Linked DNA regions of Mus musculus: all the other regions are linked to region 3. A link is a contact called in public ChIA-PET data. All regions are on one chromosome and are shown on one strand. Each heading gives the region's core, a stretch centred on a gene start, on an enhancer-like site or on the middle of the called end of the contact. The rest is flanking DNA. Distances are from core to core; before and after follow the strand shown. Region 1 holds the start of Ccdc32 (coiled-coil domain containing 32). Region 2 holds the start of Chst14 (carbohydrate sulfotransferase 14). Region 3 overlaps Bub1b (BUB1B, mitotic checkpoint serine/threonine kinase).

Evidence for each region. ChIA-PET counts read pairs in DNA pulled down with a chosen protein or histone mark.
Region 1: a contact with region 3 is called in an RNA polymerase II ChIA-PET map of memory CD8 T cells, with 6 read pairs. The contact joins the promoter of Ccdc32 here to the enhancer-like site in region 3. A contact is called at or near these places in 1 of 15 datasets of contacts at CTCF or cohesin (large pre-B cells), 5 of 484 Hi-C or Micro-C datasets (LSK cells, cortical neurons, embryonic stem cells and 1 more) and 3 of 115 datasets of contacts at active chromatin or transcription factors (bone marrow-derived macrophages, embryonic stem cells and memory CD8 T cells).
Region 2: an RNA polymerase II ChIA-PET map of memory CD8 T cells shows a contact between it and region 3, with 11 read pairs. The contact joins the promoter of Chst14 here to the enhancer-like site in region 3. A contact is called at or near these places in 6 of 39 promoter capture datasets (3T3-L1-derived adipocytes, the C10 cell line, the HPC-7 cell line and 3 more), 1 of 15 datasets of contacts at CTCF or cohesin (large pre-B cells), 1 of 484 Hi-C or Micro-C datasets (embryonic stem cells), 3 of 115 datasets of contacts at active chromatin or transcription factors (embryonic forebrain, forebrain and memory CD8 T cells) and 3 of 9 other capture datasets (adipose tissue, embryonic stem cells and liver).

Annotation. Positions count from the first base shown.
Region 1 is chr2:119,028,111-119,032,189 of GRCm38.p6, reverse strand. Ccdc32 (coiled-coil domain containing 32) reads left to right here and starts at 2,797. Exons shown (of 4, transcript NM_199310.2): 1 at 2,797-2,873.
Region 2 is chr2:118,924,554-118,928,440 of GRCm38.p6, reverse strand. Chst14 (carbohydrate sulfotransferase 14) reads right to left here and starts at 1,944. Exons shown (of 1, transcript NM_028117.3): 1 at 1-1,944. The coding sequence starts at 1,789. The coding sequence ends at 659.
Region 3 is chr2:118,640,474-118,644,492 of GRCm38.p6, reverse strand. Bub1b (BUB1B, mitotic checkpoint serine/threonine kinase) reads right to left here. Exons shown (of 23, transcript NM_009773.3): 23 at 2,901-3,405. The coding sequence ends at 3,174. Among named protein-coding and RNA genes, the nearest start is that of Pak6, 21 kb to the left of the region's middle. Within about 2 kb of position 1,887, at least 65 of the 459 cell types and tissues checked have an H3K27ac peak or open chromatin away from gene starts, as enhancers often do. A contact at or near this core is called in the HPC-7 cell line, LSK cells, embryonic stem cells and 2 more, where this site is marked.

The DNA.
Region 1 (4,079 bases), core at 1,548-4,047, 390 kb before region 3:
TATCCACTGGCCTTATTGCCAGAAAGGACCACACTTGCACCCCCAAGTTCCTAATAAATTGCATTGTATACAATCTGAGGTCTTTCTGCCTCTTTCTCTCTTCAGTCTCATGTGACCTGGAGCCCATTTTTCACACTGGACTGTTCTTGAACAGAGCTGATATAATTAATAAATTAATTCAATTAAAGCACATATTATAGTGCTTAGTAAAGTTGCTGGATGTAAAAACAAGTCAAAAATCTTATTTCCTGACTCTTCTTGACTTTTGAATGGAAGTTTGCTCTCCAGCCAGGTTGTCAGTGGTTTGTCTGCCCGGCTTGAGAAGCACTAACATACACGTTTACTGTGTACTTTGTGGGCATCAAGCATCTTCTGAGCTCATTTAAAATTTTAAAATATCATTGAGTTTTTGTGGTATTGGAGGTTAAACCCAGGGCCTTGCACATACTGGGCAAATGCTCTCCCACTAAGCTAGACCCCCGGATCCTGTCTCCCTCTTTTGAGTAGAGAACTTCTGACACTGCATTATTACCTTCAAGAAGTGAAAACCACAAACTGGTTCTGATGGTTCGTTCTGACGGAAATCGTATGAGATCAAGAGATAGCCAGGAGATCAGTGTGTATTTATCTAGCACACTCCTGAGCATTTCTGGGAGGGAGGTTGATATGTGGTACAGAAACCGAGAGGGAAAGGCACACCCACTCAAGATGGAATAAAAGCAGAAAGAGTAGGAAGCCTGAATCACCGTGGATGGACACCAGTCTCCAGCACTTGGATCGGATTTGGAGGACTTAAATTAATTGGTAGTGTTCCAAGTTGTTAATTTAGGATTGTAAATTTAAGAAAGTATACTTCTTTAGCAACAGGGTCATTCACAGCTACAGTTTAAAGGCATCTTATTGTGGTATCCAGATATCTGAGAGACTAAATTACAAATCAAGGATGTGAGCAGGTCAGTGGTGGCACACACCTTTAATCCCAGTCATTGGGAGGCAGAGGCAGGTGAATTTCTGAGTTTGAGGCCAGCGTAGTCTTCAGAGTGAGTTCCGAGACAGCCAGGACTACACAGAGAAATCTTGTCTCGAAAAAACGAGTATAAAGAGTGTATGTAACACAGAAAGCCTTGGTGCACCTTACTGAAACATTGGGACCCTTGTTCCCACACTCCACTCTGTGAGCCAGGTAACACTGAACGTCTTTCTTTTATCCTATGAGTAAGCATTGCTGCAACCTTGCCTGTTTTTTGTTCTCTAGTCTCTCTGCTTTCCACTCCTTTCAATTCACAGTCTAAGAATGCTTACAGCTGTGAGCAGCAGAGCATTCTGCGGTGACACTTGCCTGTGACAGTAGGTTTGCTACAACCTTTGCCACACTGATGGAATTTGAACACATCTCCTCAGCCGAGTTACTGGTATGGGTGATTGGCTGATATTGTCCATCACAGCTTTCTTTGTGACGGAGTAACAGCTCTAGAAAGTGGGAATAATGGGGCTCAGGTGTTAAGAGTGCTTGCTGCTCTTCCAAAGGACCAGATTCAGTTCCCAGCACCCACACCAGGAGTCTCACAACCTTCTACAGACACCAAATGGAAGACATACATATAATTTTTTTTAAAGTTACCCCAACATTTTTTTAATCATTGGGAACAAGGAATAACCAAAGAAACATGTTGACAATCATTGGAGGCTGTGTAAGAGAGATAGTTTTAATTTTAGATAGGATTTTCACTTGCAGTTCAGATTGACCTAGAACTCCACAGCCTCATGCCCTCAGCTTTAGAATGCTAGGGTTACAGGCACTACTACATCTGGCTATTGAAGGTGTTATAAACTCTCTCTCTCTCTCCCCCTTCCCACACTACCATCATCTTCCATACGTCTTTGGTGCCATTTGTACATTTGTCTGTCTGTCTGGTGGACCTCCTCCTACACTAAGCTGGGGCCCATAAGACGTCTTTTTAAAAATATATATTTATTTTATGTATATGAGTACACTGTAGCTGTCTTCAGACACCAGAAGAGGACATTGGACCCCATTACAGATGGTTGTGAGCCACCATGTGGTTGCTGAGAATTGAACTCAGGACCAATGAAAGAGCATTCAGCGCTCTTAACCACTGAGCCATCTCTCCAGCCCCACCATAACAAGTCTTCTGTGTTCTGAATTCACACTCACAATACCTATAGCAGAGTAGGAGCTTAGTATTTTTTTTTTAACTAAATGAAGTCTCAGGAGTCAGTGAATTGAGGCCCCGATATCCTAAGTCACTGACATGCTCTAACTTGAGATAGTCACGAGGTAAAGGTAACACAAATATTCAGAGGATTGTTTGGGAGATAATTGATACACGATTTACTGACCCCAAATCTGTATTTTCACCTAATATTGGGATACACACTGAAAACAATCCAAGCAAGGGCCGTTGGAAGGGGATGCGCCTAGAGCCTTGGGGCTTTGAGGACCATCTAGTTTTGTAAGATAAGCAGGGACCTTATTTCAGAAGGACTTTAGAAATCAAGATCTCTGGGGACCAAGAAAAGTCTAGAAAACTGGCTTCCCTAGCCGAGTCTGGGATGGGTGGTGAAAAGCTGGAACTCTGGAGCCTGCAAAGAATCAATCCGGTCCTGGAGAGTTAAGGTACTAAACTCTGGACAGGAGATTCCATCGTTTCCTGGCAACCACTAGTTCCGCCCACCGATTGCCCGCCTCTGGGCGTCATTAACTATTTTACCAATCAACTCATAGAACGACAGAAAATCAGACATCAATTGGAGGGCTTCTCAGCTCCGTCACTCAGAGACTCCGCCCCTCCCCGATTCTTCCTGACTGCCAGCGACAAACCTGAGCCGGGCGTTTGGAAACTGCTGGGCAGGTAATTGCGGTAGGTGAGGGGCCGCGGTGTCCCGTGTTTAGCATCTCCTACTATGGCCTGACCCCGAAACACAACTGAGGGTATCAGGGGCCGGATCGTCAAGACCAGTGATTTGTTTAGGCCGGGGTGACTGAGGCCTGGGATCTGGACACACGTTTTCCTCTACCGTTCTGAAGGTTCCCGGGGTCAGGGACATGCCTCACCCCACCCCACCCCCGAGTGAGTGCAGACTTGGGGTTTGGGTGTGTAGAGTACTTCCACGGAGATTCTAAGGACTTCGTGACATATCTGACCTTCTACTACTATCTACTTTGGGCCCTCGCGCTGGCTGGACTTGGCTGGAATTCAGACTTTGCCCTTGTCAGCTTTCCTGATCTTTAAAAGCCCTCTTAAAAGAAGGCGTCGACCGATTCCATAAACCTAGATGGTTATGGAAGCCCCTAGACTCTATGCATAGCCCTTCTCCCATCTCGGCGTGGGCGACTTTCAGTGTGTTTCCCAAGCAGGCATAGTGTTGGTGCTGGGTGAAAATAAGGATTTGGAAGCAAAACATCATATACCAGCAATGCTGCTTTGAGCAAACTGCTCATTTGATCTTGTTATTTCCTCTTCCTGCTTCTTCCTCGCCCTTTTCCTGCTCCACTTCCTTCTTCCTCACCAGCTCCTGGAATTCATGCTCTTTTCTGCCTCAGACTCCTTAGTGCAGGAGTACAGATGTGCTTCACCATTCCTAAATGTGTCTCTAAAATGATGAGAATGCCTCTCTTTCATTATTTACATTCAGTGCTAATTATTTGGTTGAATACACATTGCATACACTTATTCAATTATCGCACTTTACAGCAAAAATATGGGCAATTAAAATAGTAATAATAAAAAAATAAAGTGGAAAAAGTATGAATAGGGGTGTGGAGGAACTTGAAGTACACAGCCCTGCTGCCACTGTAATACACACTTAACCTTGCGCTATGATGACTTTTCACCAAGCCCATTTTTGCTGTTTTCACATGTGAGGGACAATGTAAGACTGTCAGTCTGTGTCCCACTGAAGACACCCTAACTGACCATGATAGAACAGCTGTATGAGGGAGGTCTGCAGACAGCACAGTAGTTAGCCACGGATGCACCATGGGAACATAGAGAGTCTTGTGTTCATTGAATATGTAAAATGCAAGGGCTGGGGCTGTAGCTTCTCAGATTCATTTG
Region 2 (3,887 bases), core at 695-3,194, 280 kb before region 3:
AGGGAGGCTTATTGAAGATGCTCCAGGAGCCCTAGGAAGAGGTCAGGCACAGGCGTCTTTGGATGCTTGAGGGGCTGGGCTTTAGAGCTTCGAGGTAAGGGCCCCACTTCCGTTTCTCTTTCCTTAGAAAAATGATTCAGACCTAGCAAGAGGAGGAAATGTAAAAGTCTGGAGTAGAATTGCACACATTTCATTTCTAAGGCACCACAGCTCACTCCAGTCCTGAGGTCCATGGGATGGGTGAATAGGGGGTCACAGCCATTGGTCCTAGGCATGATCATGTGCTTGGCTAGTGTCATATTTGGGATTTGGCCACAGGTTAAATTACAACAGACCAGGTGGACTGCATAGACCCAGCAGCCAGGGGGCTGAAGTCAGTCTTTCGATCAAACATATGGCTTTAATAACCACTGGTGCCCTGCAGACACGGATACCACAGGCCCCTAAGAGAGGCAGTTCACCAGTGAAAGCAGCAGGCCTCCTTTCTAGCTCTGTCCTCTGAGCCACTGTGGACAAGGACCTCCAAGGACAGTCCTTACCACTGAGATATGGAGACACCTAGAGAAACCAGGAAGCCACCCAGAGCCAGGAGTTTCTCTGAAAGACATCCCAAAGCTGATATCATTAAACCCAAACTCCAAAAGGTGCTGGCCTACTGTCATTGGTGACAGGCTTCCTTGGTGACATTGGGCAGTGGGTAAGCAAAGAGGGAGAAGTCCAGGATATACTTAGGTAGCACATCTTGAAGCAGGGCCCGTGGAACATTGCACAAGTGGTAATGCAGACTTTCTGGGCTGGCTGGCCGGTACCAGGCCTGGCGAGCTGGGAACCGGACATGGGGTGGGGCCCGCACCCACTCCAGCACCTGGTTGGCATCAGCCTCCAGCCTCTCATAGGAACCCACGAAGTCGTAGTGCACAGCACATGGTTGGCACAGGTGGTACACAGGCATCCAATGCTCATTCATATGTTCAGGATCCTCATCCACCAGGTATCTCAGGAACTCTGGGAAGGTGACATCGTCCCCTGCAGGGCTGGGGCCAGCTCCAGCCCTGTAGCGCCTGACAATTTCGGCCCCATATCGCTGCTGGTACTCTCGGATCTCTCCAAACTTGTTACGGTAAGCAGACAGGAGGCGTTCCAAGGGGTCTCGCACAAACAGGAACTTGAAGTAGTGCTGCAGACGGTAGCGAATCTCCTCAGGCCGCAGGTCTGCCAGAAACACCAAGTCACTGCGGTGGTCCATCTTGAGGCGGACATCCACGTTGTTCAGGATGCCAGCCAGCACCTTCAGCACACGTTTCCAGTTAGAGCAGGCCACTTTGGGGACATAGCAGTAGAGGAAGCGGTAGCGGTCACTTACGAGAATGTGGCGCAGCAGGGTGCGCCGCTGTCCCACCGGCAAGTCCCAGGGGTCCCGGGGCATGCCTGGTTGTCCGCACACGGCCCTCAAGGTCCGGTTTCGGATGTCCTCCCTCACTTGCAAGTCCGAGTCCCCAGCATCCAAGGATAGGCCTCTAGGCTTAGGATCTGTCCCGCTCCAGGCCGCGCCTTTGTGGCTGGGAGGGTGCAGGGGAAGGGGTTTCATCTCCGATAGGATGCCTCGCTCGATCATGAGCAGCAGTCCGCTGGAGGCCACGATTACAGCGAACATCAGCATGGACGGCAGCAGCAGGGGCGGCCCCCCGAGCCCAGCCCGGGCCCGGCCCAATGGGGCCCGCCTTGGCGTGCGGCCCAGGGTCTCCGCGCTTTTCGGGGCAGCCAGTGGGGTCAGAGGGCGGGGAAACATGGTGCTGCGGCCAGACCTCGCCGACCTCGAGGCTGCAGGGGAGGTGACTGCAGCAGGGGCTGGAGGTCTCGGGAGGGGAGGGATAGTGGGTGGCCAGCTCCCGGGGTGCAGGCAGGGACCAGGGCCGGATGTCCCGCCCGGCCGCTCTTCTCTCCCCGCCCCTCCCTGATACAGGCGCGAGGGCGGGCCCACGTTGTGGGGCGGGGAGAGGGGCGGGTGCCCGAGTCCTAGGAGCTAGTTGCGGGAGGCCGCAGGCGGACCCTAGCCCGGGAGAGAACTCATGAGCCTGGGCCACTCCAGACAAAATGAGACCTGGAAAGCAGGAGCTACTGAGATCCCGTGTCTCTTTAACACGTGTCCTCTTGGTGCTCCATTTAAGATTTGCACCCTCCATCCTGCTTTAAACTGCTCTGGAACCGCTGTCCCTCCAGCTGTGACCTGAATGCAGGACAACCCACCACTCAGTCGGTCTAGACATAAAGGAGATCTGTCCTGACCGGAAGCATGGTCCTTAGCCGCTTGTACCAGTCCCAGCCCAGGGCAGGGCCACTCTGTCAAGCTCTGGCTAATGTCTCCATGGTGACATTTTGCTTTAGTAATTCCTAGGGACTAGTGCTTATCTACTGAGCAATGCTGATCTGTCTGTAAAAGGAATCTCCCCTGCCAAGTCTGAAGCAGTAGGCTAACTGGGACACTCTGGTCGGAGGCTATGGACAAGTACCTCGGGACCACGTATGGCCAATATATACTTCAGGACAACCTACAAGTACAACGCAGCAACCACAGAAAGGCCTCTTTGCTTGGAGCCAAGATGTACCCAGTGGCAACAGATTGGTCAGAGTACTTTGAACAGCAGCATACAACTAGTCCCTAAGCACTACAGCTTGACTTCGTGTGGGGCCCCAACAAGGCTTAAGACAACAGAACTGGGGAACAAATCACGTTTTTTTGTTGTTGTTGTTGTTGTTTGTTTTTAACTATTTCCTATAGTCATCAGCCACTTGACAGTAGATTCTGTGGCTGTTCACATTGTATGGACTCTGGGGTAGCTGTGACTGAAGGTTTTGTTGTTGTTGTTGTTTAGGTATGGGTTTCACTGGCTAGCCAAGGCTGACTTTCAGACCCAATTCCTAGTCATGACAGCACATTAGATGGGAGGACGAAGAATTGACTTTGGTACAGGTTATGCCCAGAGGATGATGAAAGGACTGGGTGGGAATGGTGAGACTATGAAGCTGATTAGGCAGATGAGGGGGTCTGAGGGATAAAGTGACGTGTGTGTGTGTGTGTGTGTGTGTGTGTGTGTTGTTGTTGTTCAGAGAGCCACACAGAAAACATGGGGTAAATGTCTGAACTGGGAGGTTCAGTGGCTTTAAAGTTGGATGCTGGGTGCATCTCAGGCCACTTCTGACCCTTCACTACACTGCTGTCCCTTTCTAGGCAGTGTATAGATTTCTGGTGGTGGGATTGCCTGCTCCATTTGTCTGTAAAGTGACACCTCTTAGAACTCTCGTGGGCAGCACACTGATGGCTGTCCATACCATGGGATAGCCTACCCATGTCATGGGGATGAAAGCTCTGATCTCATCACCACTTTTCTTCCACCATAGATTTGGACTTAGCTAGCAGGTGGGGGGGACCTCAGCATCCCAGAATGAGAGGGCTCTAAAGAGGTCAATGTTAGTCCACCAGTCAAATCCTGAAACTGATGCAGTCCTATCCCACACCACAAACGGAGTGCCAGCTACAAGAAACTAAGAAGTTTCTACCCAGCCCCAAGGTTACGATAGAGTTGTCTTCATGCATCTAGATTAACTGCCTTCCACTTAGCACACTGGCCAAGCTAGTGCTGGCAACCCAAGAATTTCACAAACCCAGAAGGCAGCTGTGGCTACCTTGATGTTAACTTCAAGCTCCCATTTCCTGTCTCTTTTCACTTGCTTTTTTTCTGGCTTTGCACCTTCATCAGCCTTAATAAGCACTTCTGCTGCAAGGAGTAATTAACCAGGACTCCTGACACAAGACCAGTGAGCCCCTCCATATTTACACACTAAAATCCAAACCAAATCCCCAAAATAGAAGCACAAAGCCAAACTCA
Region 3 (4,019 bases), core at 638-3,137:
GTAGTGAGAAAACAGAAAAAGGGTTTGTATATACAAGCACACATGGGATCACATGTCATCCACTGAACTGGAAAAGAATTCCAGGCAGACAAGAGTGGCCAGAGGGACGTGGGTTGACCTTGAGTAAGGAAGCAGAGACATCAGGGAACTGGGCAGCTAGTGTTCTGTAGACTACGACAAATTCGTTGGGACTTGGGGCCATGTGAGATGAGTTCTGAGATGGCTGGAGGGTGGGGGAGAAGCAAGTGACTAGAACCTGAGATGATAACGACGGCAGGTGATGCAAACACCTGCAGAAGATCAGCAACTCCTCGGCTCCACATCCCGCCAGTCCTGGAGTGGAAAAGCAAGGAACCAAGCAGAACACTAAAGCCATCTCAGGCTGGTTGTAGTAGAACAGGCCAGTAACTCCACCATTTGGGAGAGGGAGGCAGGAGTTCAAGGCCACCCTGGGCTACATACTGAGATCAAGCCTGAGCTACTTGAGTCATTATCTTTTTTTATCTTTTCTTAAATTGACTTACCCAAATTGATTTGGGGAACAAGGAGTACAAGAGGTTAGATCATAGCATATGGATATAAAGTATATTCTCTGCACAAGGCACCAGAGGGGGTTAGAAGGCATTAGAGGGGCTGAAAAGGTGTTGACCTGCGTGCTGGCAAACACTGGATCAGCCTTTAACTCACGCTAAGGCACTGAACGGGGCACTGGGGACAGAGTTCAAGCTTTAGGTCTCAGTTTCAGCCCTGGATGCTATGTGGTTCGTCCTTTCTCGCTGATCTGTAAAAGGTTTTATTTATTGTGGGTGTGTGTGTATTGGTATGTGTGTGTTGGTATGTGTGTGTTGGTATGTGTGTATTGGTATGTGTGTGTAGGTATGGGCTCGTGTGACACACACATGTATGGAGTCAGAGGATGACTTGTGGAGTCTGTTCTCTCTTCTACCATGCAGAGGGTAGGACTCTGGTCATCAGGCTTAGTGGTAAGCGCTCTTACCCAGACACATCTGTACCTTGGTAAATACTCAGCTTCCATGCCTCCGACCTCATTATAGTCAAAGTCAGTCATGTTAAAAGCATGCTGCACCTGCTCCGTAGGGAGCTGTTGAAGTCAGAATAGAGTAACTTTTGGTAGAGCAAGAATTTTGTTTTCAGTTCCAATGAAGAGTGCACCTTCACTGGCCTTGCCTTAGACTTTCACCTTAAGACATCAACAAGTTATTCTGAAGGCCTGTGCTAACCCTGAAAGACTTTCCTACCTGCCTGAGATCACAGCTCGAGCAATAGGCCACAACTTCCTCCAGCAGGAAGGAAGGAGTTCACTTCCAGACTCGGGTCTGGCATCAGTTAGAACACTCTGACTTGTGAGGAGGATGCCTCTAACAGGGCCCCAAGCAAGTTAGGGCACAAAGTGCTTTGTGAATGGGGAGAGCTTATTCCACAGTCTTCCTCCAAACGGGGAGAAAGAAGTCCTGTTCTTCCCAGTTGTGCATCTGTCTTTCCTTCTCCCAGGCCCAGCATTCTGTTCTTCTTGCTTTCATGAGACCAGATCAAAGCCACCTGTAGCCTCTACACAAAACAAAGGCTTCCTTTTCCTAAGACAATGGGCATCAAATATGAGGGAGTCTGGTGGGTGGGCCCCTGAAATTCCAGCCCTCTGGGGAATGTGACCAGAGTACCTGGGGTTTGATGGCAGCCTATGCCCTGCAGTGATCTTAGCTTAAAAATAAACAAAAATGAAAGGGAAACGGAAAGGGTTCTATTTTGTGGTTTTATGCTTTTGTAAAGAAAACTGAAGCGATGGCAGACATTGTTGATGACAGGCACTGTTGGCAGTGACATCCTTTCCTGTCCTCAAAGGCTGAAGTTGGCGGAGGTCAGAGAGTGGGGGGTGTATGGGGTGAGGTGTGGGGTGTGAACAGAGCTGCAGGGTGTCCTGGCTCCTCCCACTCCTGCTTGTACTTTCAGAAACAAGATTTGCCCATACAGCAACTTGGCTGCCTAGACTGCTGAAGTATTCACTAGGTAGAAGCTTACTTAAGTTAAAGGCTCTCAATTTCCTGGGCAATACAGGGCACTGGGGACTAAGAAGGACTTGATTACAGAAAGGCAGTTTCATCATTTATTATCTTCAGTATAAGAAGCAAACTGAAGATGTTTGCAGAACTGTATTTTGGTTGAAGGAAAATATTTACTTTCTTTGTCTTTCAGATACATTTTTTCTGGCTTACCCTGTCGAATTTGCCCAAGTGTTTCAGTTGAGAGATTAGTTAGGGAATCTGCTCTCTAACAAGCTTAGAGCAACAATGGTGACAAGTAGAGGAGACTCAGGCACCAGCACGAGTGGACATCAGGTGACTGACATTTTAGTGTGAAATAAATAAATAAATGCTTATTATCCTACTGAAGAAACAAAAGCCTTAATGACACACACACCCCCACAGCCCCCCACACACCCAGCCAGTGCGCCCCTTTGGGTGCACAGTGTTCCATCAGACTTACTGTTTTCCATATTAGTCCCCACTTCAGTCCTTTCTGTTCTGACCCCTGCTTTCCTGACACCTAAGGAAAATGGTCTCTGTCCCCTCAGCAGCCCTGTGTCCTGCATGACAGGTTGCTGAGTACTCTGTCCCCAAAGGCCGGTACCTTTGAACTTAAGGAAAGCTGGTGTGTGTGTGTGTGTGTGTGTGTGTGTCATTTTACCTGCTTCTTTCTGGACACCCTCTAGAAGGACAGAGAGAGACGGAAGAAATGGCCGGCCAGCTGCCTTCTTATAACCCAAAGGCAGCTGCTCTAAGTCTGGGATACATAAGTTTCTACCACCGTAGAGTAAGTCCTCTCCAAAATGAAGCCATTTATCACCTTAGTTTGCAAGTGTAGATGAATTGCCAGCAACAGAAATGTAACAAAAACTATTTTATTATAAAATACACAGTGAAAGGAGAGTACATGTTATAAAATTACAAAAGAGAGAAGGCAGAAGCCAGAGGGCTAAAAAGCAGCTGTCTGCACAGAAACCTTTTGAATAAACCAGATGAGGCTGCCAGGGCACAGCCACCTGGCTGAAAGCTGTGCTACTGAGAGTGACCCCTAGTGAAGGACTGCTGATGTGTCTAAGTGTGCTCTAAACAAATCACAGCAGCCCCAGACCAGTTCTTCACCATACCCATGGCTTAGGCAGGGCTCTGGGAGCCGCCTGGCTGCTTGTCTTGCTGAGTGAGCAAAGCTTCCGGGCTGATTGTCTTCCCCAGCTTCCACAGGGCTCTGTTCAGGTGGCTATGGAATGTGGCATCAAAAGCCCCACCCATTTCTGCTGCCAGCTCCCCCAGAACAGACACTGTGGACTTGTCACTGGCATTCAGAATCCGCACAAAGAATTTATTCCACAATTCACTGTCTTTTAGCCTAAGAAAATTTAAAAAAAAATCATTTCTATCAAGATTGGGCATGTGAAAATTAGAATTCTTTCTGGGTTTAACTCAGCAGGACACTAACATGCCAAAGTGATATATGGTAATACCAAGAACTCTAAGATTGGAGATCATTCAAACACTCTTGAAGGCACAGGGAAGAACTACAAAAATCAGTCTGCTGTGGTGGCCCTGAACACACATGGAAGAAGGAAATCCACTCTCGCCTGAGCCCATGGATCCTGGCCACTCCGGTGCAGTGACACCCGCTAGCACTTATCCACACACAGTCAAAGAAAAAGAAACTTCGTTCCCTGCCAGTTTTCTCACTGCAGGTCATGACAACATCCCCTCACCTCAGGCTCCGCCATCCTCAGTTCTCTGACGTCCAACCTTGGTTAAGGTGCCTTGCTCTTACTCTCCTTCTCTTATCTGAAAACTCGCACTGCTGTAGAGCAGGGGGTTGACAAAGGCGGGCCCAGCCATCTATTTTTGCTTGTGTCCATTAACCACACCAGCAGGTCCACAGCTAGACCAAGATGCCTCTTAGCCCTGCACATCTCAAAGTACCCTTCAGCAATCTCATTAACTTATCTATTTCTGTTGCTG